2 separate regions of the Ovis aries genome follow, and region 2 is linked to region 1. The links are chromatin contacts, called in public Hi-C maps. All regions are on one chromosome and are shown on one strand. Each heading gives the region's core, a stretch centred on a gene start, on an enhancer-like site or on the middle of the called end of the contact. The rest is flanking DNA. Distances are from core to core; before and after follow the strand shown.

Region 1 (4,560 bases), core at 1,285-3,784:
GACACAGGAACTGAGGGGGTTGACTAGGAAGTGTGACATGCCTGAGTCACTGAGAAGCAGCTACTGTGGATGCCTGCTCACTCACTCTCTCACGTGGAACTCAGCCTTTCCATCTGCCTCACTCCCATCTCCATCCAAACCCCAATCTGGTCAGCTCTCACTTCTAGACATTTATCTTATTCTGCCCCTTCCCTTTTGCTTTCCTCTGTACTGTACTGCAGCTGGATCTCTTTTAAAATGTAGCTCAAACTACTAATCACTGTGCCAGCTTCACTCTATCACACAGCATCCTTGGAGATCGTTCTGAATTCCTGTGAAGAAGGTACTATTTGTTGTTTCTTGGCCTAACTCCCTTGTCTTCTCTCCCAGCATCCCCACCACACTATTTGATCTGCTCACAGCAAACCACAGGAGCCCTAGAATCTGCCAGTGTTCTGTGTGTTCTTTGTCTAGAATTCTCTTACCCACTTTGCCTTTCTGATGAACACTTAGCTCAGATAAGCCCTGGAAGAAGAACGTGCTCCCATGGTAGGAGTCTTAACAGCATCTATAATACTATCTTAGACTTATGTCTTCCTACCCTAAGAGTGATTCTGAGAACAGAAGGCATATGACTCAGGACAGCATTACCAGTGTCTGGCATAAGGGGATGTTTCTGGATGAAAAGAAGAAATAGTATAAAAATGTCTGTTCTCACGTTACTTTATAGATTAACATTCTAAGATGATTTAAAGGAAAATGACAAAACATTTGTAAAGGTCATAGACAAATAGATACTTACAAGATACTATAAGACAGTATTACTGCTTAATGAAGACACAACAAAAACCTGGATGAAATAGCTGTAAGGGTTATTCAGACCCTAAAAGAATTTACCAAGACCATCACAAAGCCCAGGAAGATAAAGGAATGGTTAATACATGGTGCTGAAACTATAGTTTACACCTGGAAAAGAACTTATATCCCCAATATGCTATAAAACAAAATTCTAGGTGGAATAAATATTTTAAACATGAATAATGAAAATTTTTTTAAGAATTAAAGGGAGAAGATGAAAAGAATCAAAATAATAGAAAATACAGTGTATAGAGACTTAAAAGGATATAAAATTTTTTAAATATGGCAAACTGCATATAAAATTAGAATAAAAGTCTGGGTCATCATAAAGGGACCAAAGTCATAACAATCCACAAAATAAGTGTAACTGAAAGTGACAAGGGATATTTCACTAATAGTTAAAAGGGAAAAAAGTGAATTGCTAATTAGACAAGTTTTCAGGCATGCAGGAGACTCAGGTTTGATCCCTGGTCAAGATCCCCTGGAGCAAATGGCAACCCACCCCAGTATTCTTGCCGGGGAAATGACATCGATGGAGGAGCCTGGTGGCCTACAGCCCATGGGATTGAAAAAGGGTGGGTTATGGCATCAACATTATTCACACAATGCCTGGTAATAGCCACTAGGGTGCTTACACGTGCTAGGTTCTGTTCTCAGTGCACTACATACAGTACTACAGTAACAACTCTGGCAGATGCTATCATTTCACTTTAGAAGTGAGAAAACAGGTGGGCACACACACACTGAAGTACACAACTAGGGTTAGGATTCCAAGCAAGCAAATCAAGTGGAGATGCTCAGGGAACGATCCGGTAACTACTGAACATTTAAGGCCATATTTTAATTCGGAAGTAGGAGGGATTCACTAACCTCTTACAGTTAATACACGCCGAGAGCCTACAGAGTGTACTGAGGGGAGAATAAAAACAAGTATAGGGAAATAAGGACTTCCCTGGTGGCTCAGACGGTAAAGCGTCTGCCTACAGTGCAGGAGACCTGGGTTCGATCCCTGGGTCAGGAAGATCCTGTGGAGAAGGAAATGGCAACCCATTCCAGTACTCTTGCCTGGAAAATCCCATGGGTGGAGGAGCGTAGTAGGCTACAGTCCATGGGGTCGCAAAGAGTCGGACATGACAGCGACTTCACTTCATAGGGAAATAAAAGCTTAGGGTGTAGGGGATATTCGTTTCTTCATTTGAACATAGTGATACAAAGTTCTCAAAACTGCAATGGGACAACCACCTAAAACCTTGTAACTAATGACGATCATGAAGACTACAGCGCCAGGAAAAGAGCACGACAAAAATGAGCAGAGCACAACACAAACTTCGAGAAATTAACATTTACAATTTTAGTAATTTTAGCTATATACACTAAATCTCAAAAGGAATACAGTTTTCTCCCTTCACCATCAAAACCCTTAACTTCCATTTAATAGAACAAACACGTGTTGAGAACTGTGCTAAATGCCTCACCACTATTTCATTCTCACAACAATCTAGTACGCAGGAACTCTTACCCCATTTCTCTGATAAGGAAACAGACTAAGACAAAGCGAAACTGCCTCGGGCTTTAGTTCCGACCAATAGACTGCCAGGTTCTACAGGGGGCGCACACGCTGCAGGCCGTCTCCCAGGAAACCGAGTTCGCCCCGCCCCGTCACCCCCCCCACTTCCGCTCCTGCGCGCCGGGGCTTCAGCGAACCGCGCTGTCAGGACGACATGGCCACTTCCCGCTTGCCCCCAGCGACACTAACGCTCAAGCAGGTACCAGCTGTTCTCGCGGGCCAGAAGGGCAGCTTTTCTGGGTCTGAGCTCGATTCTCTACCGCTTCCTCCACCCATCCTATAGAGCGGGACTGAGGGACGACTGGGGAGGAAGCCCCTATGCGCGCCGCACTCTGATTGGCTCAGGCTGGGGGGCGGGGCTTCCCGCCTGGGAGGACGGAAGGCGCTGCGGGGCGGGGTGCTCTTCGGTCGCGGAGGCGAGAGGCTGGCTGAGGTCTGGATATCTAGCCCGGGTACTTCATTGCCTGGTGACACACTATAAAGACTCCTCTGTGGCTTGTACTCTTTAAGGGTTCCTGTATTTGACAAATGAGTAAACAATCCAAGTAAATTTCTTGCCGTTTTCTTAGGGGAAAAAATGGTTTTCTTTCCTCTTTTCAAAATTGAGGACCAAAAAGAAAACCCACTGAACTGACGATTGTGCAGCTGTAACTGCTATTTCTCCTCTCCTGTACAGTTCATGAGAAGGCAACAAGTTCTCCTCCTCTACAGAAGGATTCTGAAGGCAATTCGGCAAGTTCCAAATGATTCTGATCGCAAATACCTGAAGGACTGGGCAAGAGAAGAATTCAAAAGAAACAAAAGTGCCACGGAAGAGGTGAGACCAAGATCACTAGTGAGGGAAGACCCTGGCCCTTTTGTACTGATTAGTGAGGTGTTTTTTTTAAAGTTTATACACTGTCTTGGAATATCTACTGAAATACCGCCAGGCTCCTATGTCCACGGGATTCTGCAGGCAAGAAAACTGGAGTAGGTTGCCATGCTCTCCCTCCTCCAAGGGAATCTTCCCAACCCAGGGGTCAAACCCGCATCTCTTAGGTCTCCTGCATTGGCAGGTGGGTTCTTACCACTAGTGCCACCTGGGATGCTTGATTAGTGAGCTTTTTAAAAAATCCAGTAGCTATCTTGGAATATAGCTTGAAATGATATATCTTGATCATTGCTCTCAGTGTCACTGATTTTTCACTTAACTGGTATTTTAAATTTTACAGTGTTCTATCTATACTCTACAGTGGCATCACCCAACTTTTCTGTTAAACCAAATATCTGCATGCACACACAAAAAGATGATAAATATTACAGCATGGTGGTTTGAGAAGTATGTTTGGGATATATGAAAGCATGTCAGACAATTGTACACCCCTGATTGTTACTTCTGGGCTTTCCTAAAGTACAGCAGTTCCAGTTCTCAGTGTTAATTCTTAATTTTAACAGATGAAATGGTAGAGCTGTACCTTGTTCTACCAATTAAAACTGACCAGATTTCACTTTCTTCTACAGGATACAATCCGGATGATGATTACTCAAGGCAATATGCAGCTCAAAGAGTTAGAAAAAACACTTGTTTTAGCCAGATCTTAACTACAGCATTGTTCTGAAAGGTTTTTAAAGTCTCCATGTGTTTAGTTAAGCTTAGGCTCAATCATGGGCAGCCCAAAGCCAAGTGAAACTGTTTATATGTAGAACCCTTGAGCAAAATATCAGAACATGGAGCATAGCATATCAGAGAGAGAGCCAAGAAAAGTGCATCAGAGCAATTGTCTTAGCACGGAAAAACACCTGGTATTTTGGAAATGTTTTTAGATGTGTCAGCAGTATTTTGTAAGAAGCAAAAATCAGTACAACAGATAGCACATAAAAAGATGTTCAACACCATTAATCAATCATCAGGGAAATGCAAATCAAAACCACCAAGAGATGCTATTCACATCTACTAGGATGGCTGTAATTAAAAAGGGAGGTAACTGCAAATGTTTGTGAGGACGGAGAAATTGGAACCCTTATACATGGCTGGTGGGACTATAAAATTGTGTAGCCACTTTGGAAACAGACTGTCCAGTTGCCCAAAGGGTAAAACAGCATTATTCATAAGAGCCACAAAGTGGACAATCCAAATGCCTATCAACTGATAAGGATTAAGTCAAATGTGGTATACC
Region 2 (4,433 bases), core at 1,477-3,976, 190 kb after region 1:
TACTTGTTATTTCAACCTAACTACTTACTAGCTACCAAAAACCAGGGGCACTGTGAAAAAATTACTGAGATACAAAGGGCACCATGAACCAAGTTTAGGAATCTTGTGATTAACCAAGAAGTGACTGAATGTGTACAATTCACAGAGGAGAGCTGTGAGTCAACCCAAAGAAATAACTTAAAAGTCCCGAACACAAACATCACAACCAGAAAAAGAAGAATTTAGGTTAAAACCGTTTTTAAAGGTCACTCTCAGTTGGCTTAATCCTTCAAATCCCAATACAATGTCCTCTGGATAATTGGTATTTTTTTTAAAGACTTCTAAAACACATGCGTGCAAATTACTGTTTTTCCAATTCTTAGAGACTCAAGCAAAGCTTTCAAAATTATAGCCTCCAAGCTATGTTTGAAGAGACTGGGCCTCCCCCATACAGACAGAACACACCCGCGGAGCCTTGCCAACGAAACCGGGGGCAAAGCGTGACAGAGACACTGCTCACCCCAGCACTTTGATACTTTTAGCTTTTTTGTGGTTTGCATCTTACTCTCAATATCCTGCTTTTAAGTTCTACAGGCTCCAGGTTCCTGTGAAAATGGTTATTTAGAAACTTGCCTTCCACAGAGTTTCTCATATCAGATATTAAGTGTGAAAAGCAAAGGGGAAATAAACACAAAAGCCAGACTAGTGGTTCCTCTGGGAGATAAAAGAGAAGTGGAATGCCATGGGGAGGAGTGCTCGGGGCTGCAGGTTTCTAAGGATGCTCTGGCTCTTCAGCTACCTGGGTGTGTCTTCTGGTCTTATTTTTTAATTTGCACTTCTCCATTTGTCGCTTTCTGAATGCACGCTATAGTTCACAGCGGCGGCCCCAGAATTTCAGCATATGCGTGCCCTGGGAGCTGGATGTGTGCCTTGTCTCTAAGCAGAGTTGTCTCTAAGCAAACTGTCTGCTTTTACTTGGATTATGTACTTATCTGGAGAGGCTGATGGGTCTGACTGAGAAGCGAAGGTTAATTTTTGGTGCCACCACTGAACCAGGAGTTAACAAATTGGTATTTTGTTATCACCTTTGGTTGATATCTCCCAATGTGCCATCAGTTGTTTTCCTGGGTTCTTATTCCTTTCCACCCTTCTTCCTCTCTCCCCTCATTTATGACCTAGAGTGCAGAAAACTCTTCTAATTAGAATGGTTAATTTTTTTAAAAATTCTTCATTTACAATATATTAAGCAGCTGCTAAGGATGATGGAAGATAAACAGGTGTAGTCAGCAGGTAGGACACCAGGAGAACCACGGTTGCTATTGCTATTTTAAGGATGGGACCCCCTCCCCACAGAGACCATCAGTACACTGTGGGACCACCATGGACCCGGGTGTGCTCGTATTCATTGCCCAAGTTCCTCCCACTAACATTGGCCTAGTAGATGTTACCTAAACGTGAAATGACTATCCTCATCCACAGGCTCACGGAAAGGATGCCCAACGTTCAAGAGCTCTATGCCAAGCTTTTCACTTACATTTAACTTCTACAACAGTACTACCAGGCTATGTACAAATACACCCAGTTTACCTGAGGCTTAAAAAAGTGAATTTTCCAAAGTCACACAACCTAACAAGACTCATCAAGACTCAGTCTCATAACCCCAAAGGGAACTTCATCCACCACCACTAACACCATCTCATCACGCTTTAGGGAAAACATGCTTGACCCGCTTTAGGAAATTGAAGCCCCTCTCTGGTAACAAGTAATAGACGCCACTTCCCCTCCCTCTCCTCAAATCTACCGAAAGCACCACACTGAAATTTCCAAGACAAGTGTCTGTGAACTGATGTCTCCATTCAGACCAAACAACGTGCTCGCTTCCTCTGGGACATGCCACTTGCTAACTCTTTACAGAGCTTAATTCCAGCCAGAACGGAGCTCCTCCGGGCAGAATAGCCCCCACGGTCCGGCGCCTGCGCCCCTCTGCGGTCCTCGAAGGGGTGAGGGAAGGGACCAGACTGCAGGCACGTCCCAGCCAAGTCCGGTCACTCCGAAGCCGACCGCAGGCCCGGGGACGGCGGGGGCCGCTGGCCACCAGAGGAGACCCTCCTCTTACGCCCCAAGACTGCCGGGTCTCCGCGTCCGGAATACCTGGGGACCCCTGTTCCCCTCACACACACACCCCGACCACCACCACCACTTTCTACAAACTCTTTCAGCTCACTGGAGCAAGAGGAAGGGGACGTACAAAGGCAATGAAGTTCTCTGCCCCCTCCCCCAAGTTCTATATTCTAGGGAAGCAAATGAAGGAAAGCGACAAGGGAGGTGCCCGGGGGAGGACCGCCCCCCCTCCCAACCTCAGGCGACTGCTTCCCCGGAGGCCGCAAGAAAGGCGGCATCGCGCTGGGTCTGGGACTCTCCCCTAAACAGTCAACGATCTGGGGGAGCCCCCACCCGCGACATCGTCCCCCCCGGATCAGAGCCTCACACACACACCCCGGGAGGAGGGGGCTCCGGCCCTTGGAGAAAGAGAGGTCTGGAAAGGACCCGGCGAGGTCACACAGTACCTTTCTCTCCGCGCCGCAGGGTCCGATGCTGACGACAGGGTGGGAGGCGAGGGGATTCGGTGGGCACGGGTTCTCGCTGGCTCCGGCGGCCCCTGGGCCTCGGCGCCGCCCAGCGCCGCCGCCTCCTGCCGCCGCTCGCCAGGCTGCGCTCGCCGCTCCGCAGGTTACCTGTGGCCGAGTCGCCTCGCCCGCCGCCCGCTCGGCCCTCCGCCCCGCCCGCCCGCGCTCCGAGGCTGGGGCCGCAGCGCCCCGCAGCGGCCGGTTCGGGCGCGGCGGCGGCCCGGGGCGAGGTGGGGCCCCCCAGCCCTCCCGCCGGCCTCGCTCTGCAGCCAGCTCCCTGCCCCGCCGCCGCGCCTTCGGCGCCTGCCGAGAGGCCTCCTTATCAAGAGGGAGAGGAGCCAGAACATGCAATTGGATGAGGTTTTCCGAGCCTAGGTTGCCAGGTTTGTTAGGAGGGAGAGGGGATTCGGGAGGAGAAACTATCCTTCAACCTGTGGCCAAGTGTGTATTTCAATGTATTCGTAGTTCACTTAGCTGAGATGTCTCAACGGAAGCGAGACAACAATGATGAAAGATCCAGATTCATTAGAAAGCTGAAGAGAAGAAAGGAAGCCTTTATTCCAAACAACTTGTCGGTTAGTAGCTTGTCGGAAGCATCTTTTAATGAAATAGGAAGCACTGAATGGTCCAGCCTCCTATATTCAAACCATGCTTTACACACTATTAACTCGGTCTGTTTTTGTCTATTTTTCAGTTACTTCTTCCGTGTCTAGAAGAGTTCCCTGAACACACCGAGCGCTCAATAAATTTTTGTTGAATGAATCTACGAATGAGTAGGAAGGATCTCATTCAACCTTTTGAAGAAGCGTGACAGGTATCTACTCTCTGAACACAGGGAGATGGAGAGGGAGAGATTCCGGCTTACCCGAGCTTAATTTTAACCGGATTTTTTTCGTATTCCCTCTGAAATAGACCTGGGAAAAAGAAACGTGGTGATCTCCTACGTTTTCTTAAGATATGTGTCTCCTTCTCTCCTTCAGGGAACATCAATCAGAATGAATCTAAAAAGTACTGTGCACACCAGGGAAGAGTAAGTGTCTGATTTTCTTCCAACTTCCGAACTTCCCCAATCCCAAAGTCATAACTAGAATATTACTCGGCAGGATGTGAAATCTCTTCTGAGTGTCCTTTGGCCTCCTTCAGATTTGTCCCCATCCCTGTCATTCCCCATTACGAGCTAATAGAAGAATACAATTCTTTTCCTTGCCAGTCAGCTCTGAATTTCTCTCCAGGTAGGTCACCAGTGAGGGCTAGGTGATCCCCCAAGGTCAAAGTACCCATTACCTTTTAGTGTGATTGTTTCTTTCTTACACTTTTCCAGATTAAAGGCTTTTCCAAGCTAGTCCATTGAATAAACATCCAGAGATACAGAGTGCTCCATTCCTCCAGGAGGCTTTTATGAGATCACCACAGAGTGGAGATGAGATGGAGTTTGAAGTTGCATTCCTGGGCAGTCAGAGCAATCGCACATTAATCCTGCTGAAAGGAACAGAAGCCAGTCTGTAAGACATTCGAATGCTCCTGGGAGCTGACTGGTCTGCAGTTCTTCCCAGACCTTCAGTTCAGTTCAGTCACTCAGTCGGATCCAAATCTTTGTGACCCCATGAATCGCAGCACGCCAGGCCTCCCTGTCCATCACCAACTCCCGGAGTTCACTTAATTAATGGGAATCCTTGGCAGAGGGGCCTCATGAGAGCCAAAGCAGACAGTGGGTGAGCTGTTTGGAGATCATGCTTTCTTGTTTCCAGGTCGACACACGGTCTTTGGGCATCTCATGAAAGGAGAATCCTAAAGCTCCCTGTGTGTGAGGAAGGCTAGCAGCCTGCA

Evidence for each region. A called contact is a pair of places that touch in the nucleus more often than the background predicts.
Region 2: a Hi-C map of tail adipose tissue shows a contact between it and region 1, with 5 times the contacts expected there. The contact joins the promoter of ANKRD6 here to the promoter of LYRM2 in region 1. A contact is called at or near these places in 6 of 16 Hi-C or Micro-C datasets (hypothalamus, muscle, omental adipose tissue and 2 more).

Annotation. Positions count from the first base shown.
Region 1 is chr8:47,916,800-47,921,359 of ARS-UI_Ramb_v3.0, forward strand. It overlaps LYRM2 (LYR motif containing 2), which reads left to right and starts at 2,535. Exons shown (of 3, transcript XM_004011274.6): 1 at 2,535-2,603; 2 at 3,081-3,221; 3 at 3,905-4,560. The coding sequence starts at 2,559. The coding sequence ends at 3,985. It overlaps LOC132660241 (a long non-coding RNA gene), which reads right to left and starts at 2,388. Exons shown (of 2, transcript XR_009601633.1): 1 at 2,357-2,388.
Region 2 is chr8:48,106,322-48,110,754 of ARS-UI_Ramb_v3.0, forward strand. ANKRD6 (ankyrin repeat domain 6) reads right to left here and starts at 2,727. Exons shown (of 15, transcript XM_012182777.4): 1 at 2,547-2,727. It overlaps LOC121820174 (a long non-coding RNA gene), which reads left to right and starts at 2,891. Exons shown (of 4, transcript XR_006060618.2): 1 at 2,891-3,181; 2 at 3,301-3,420; 3 at 3,587-3,636; 4 at 3,928-4,433.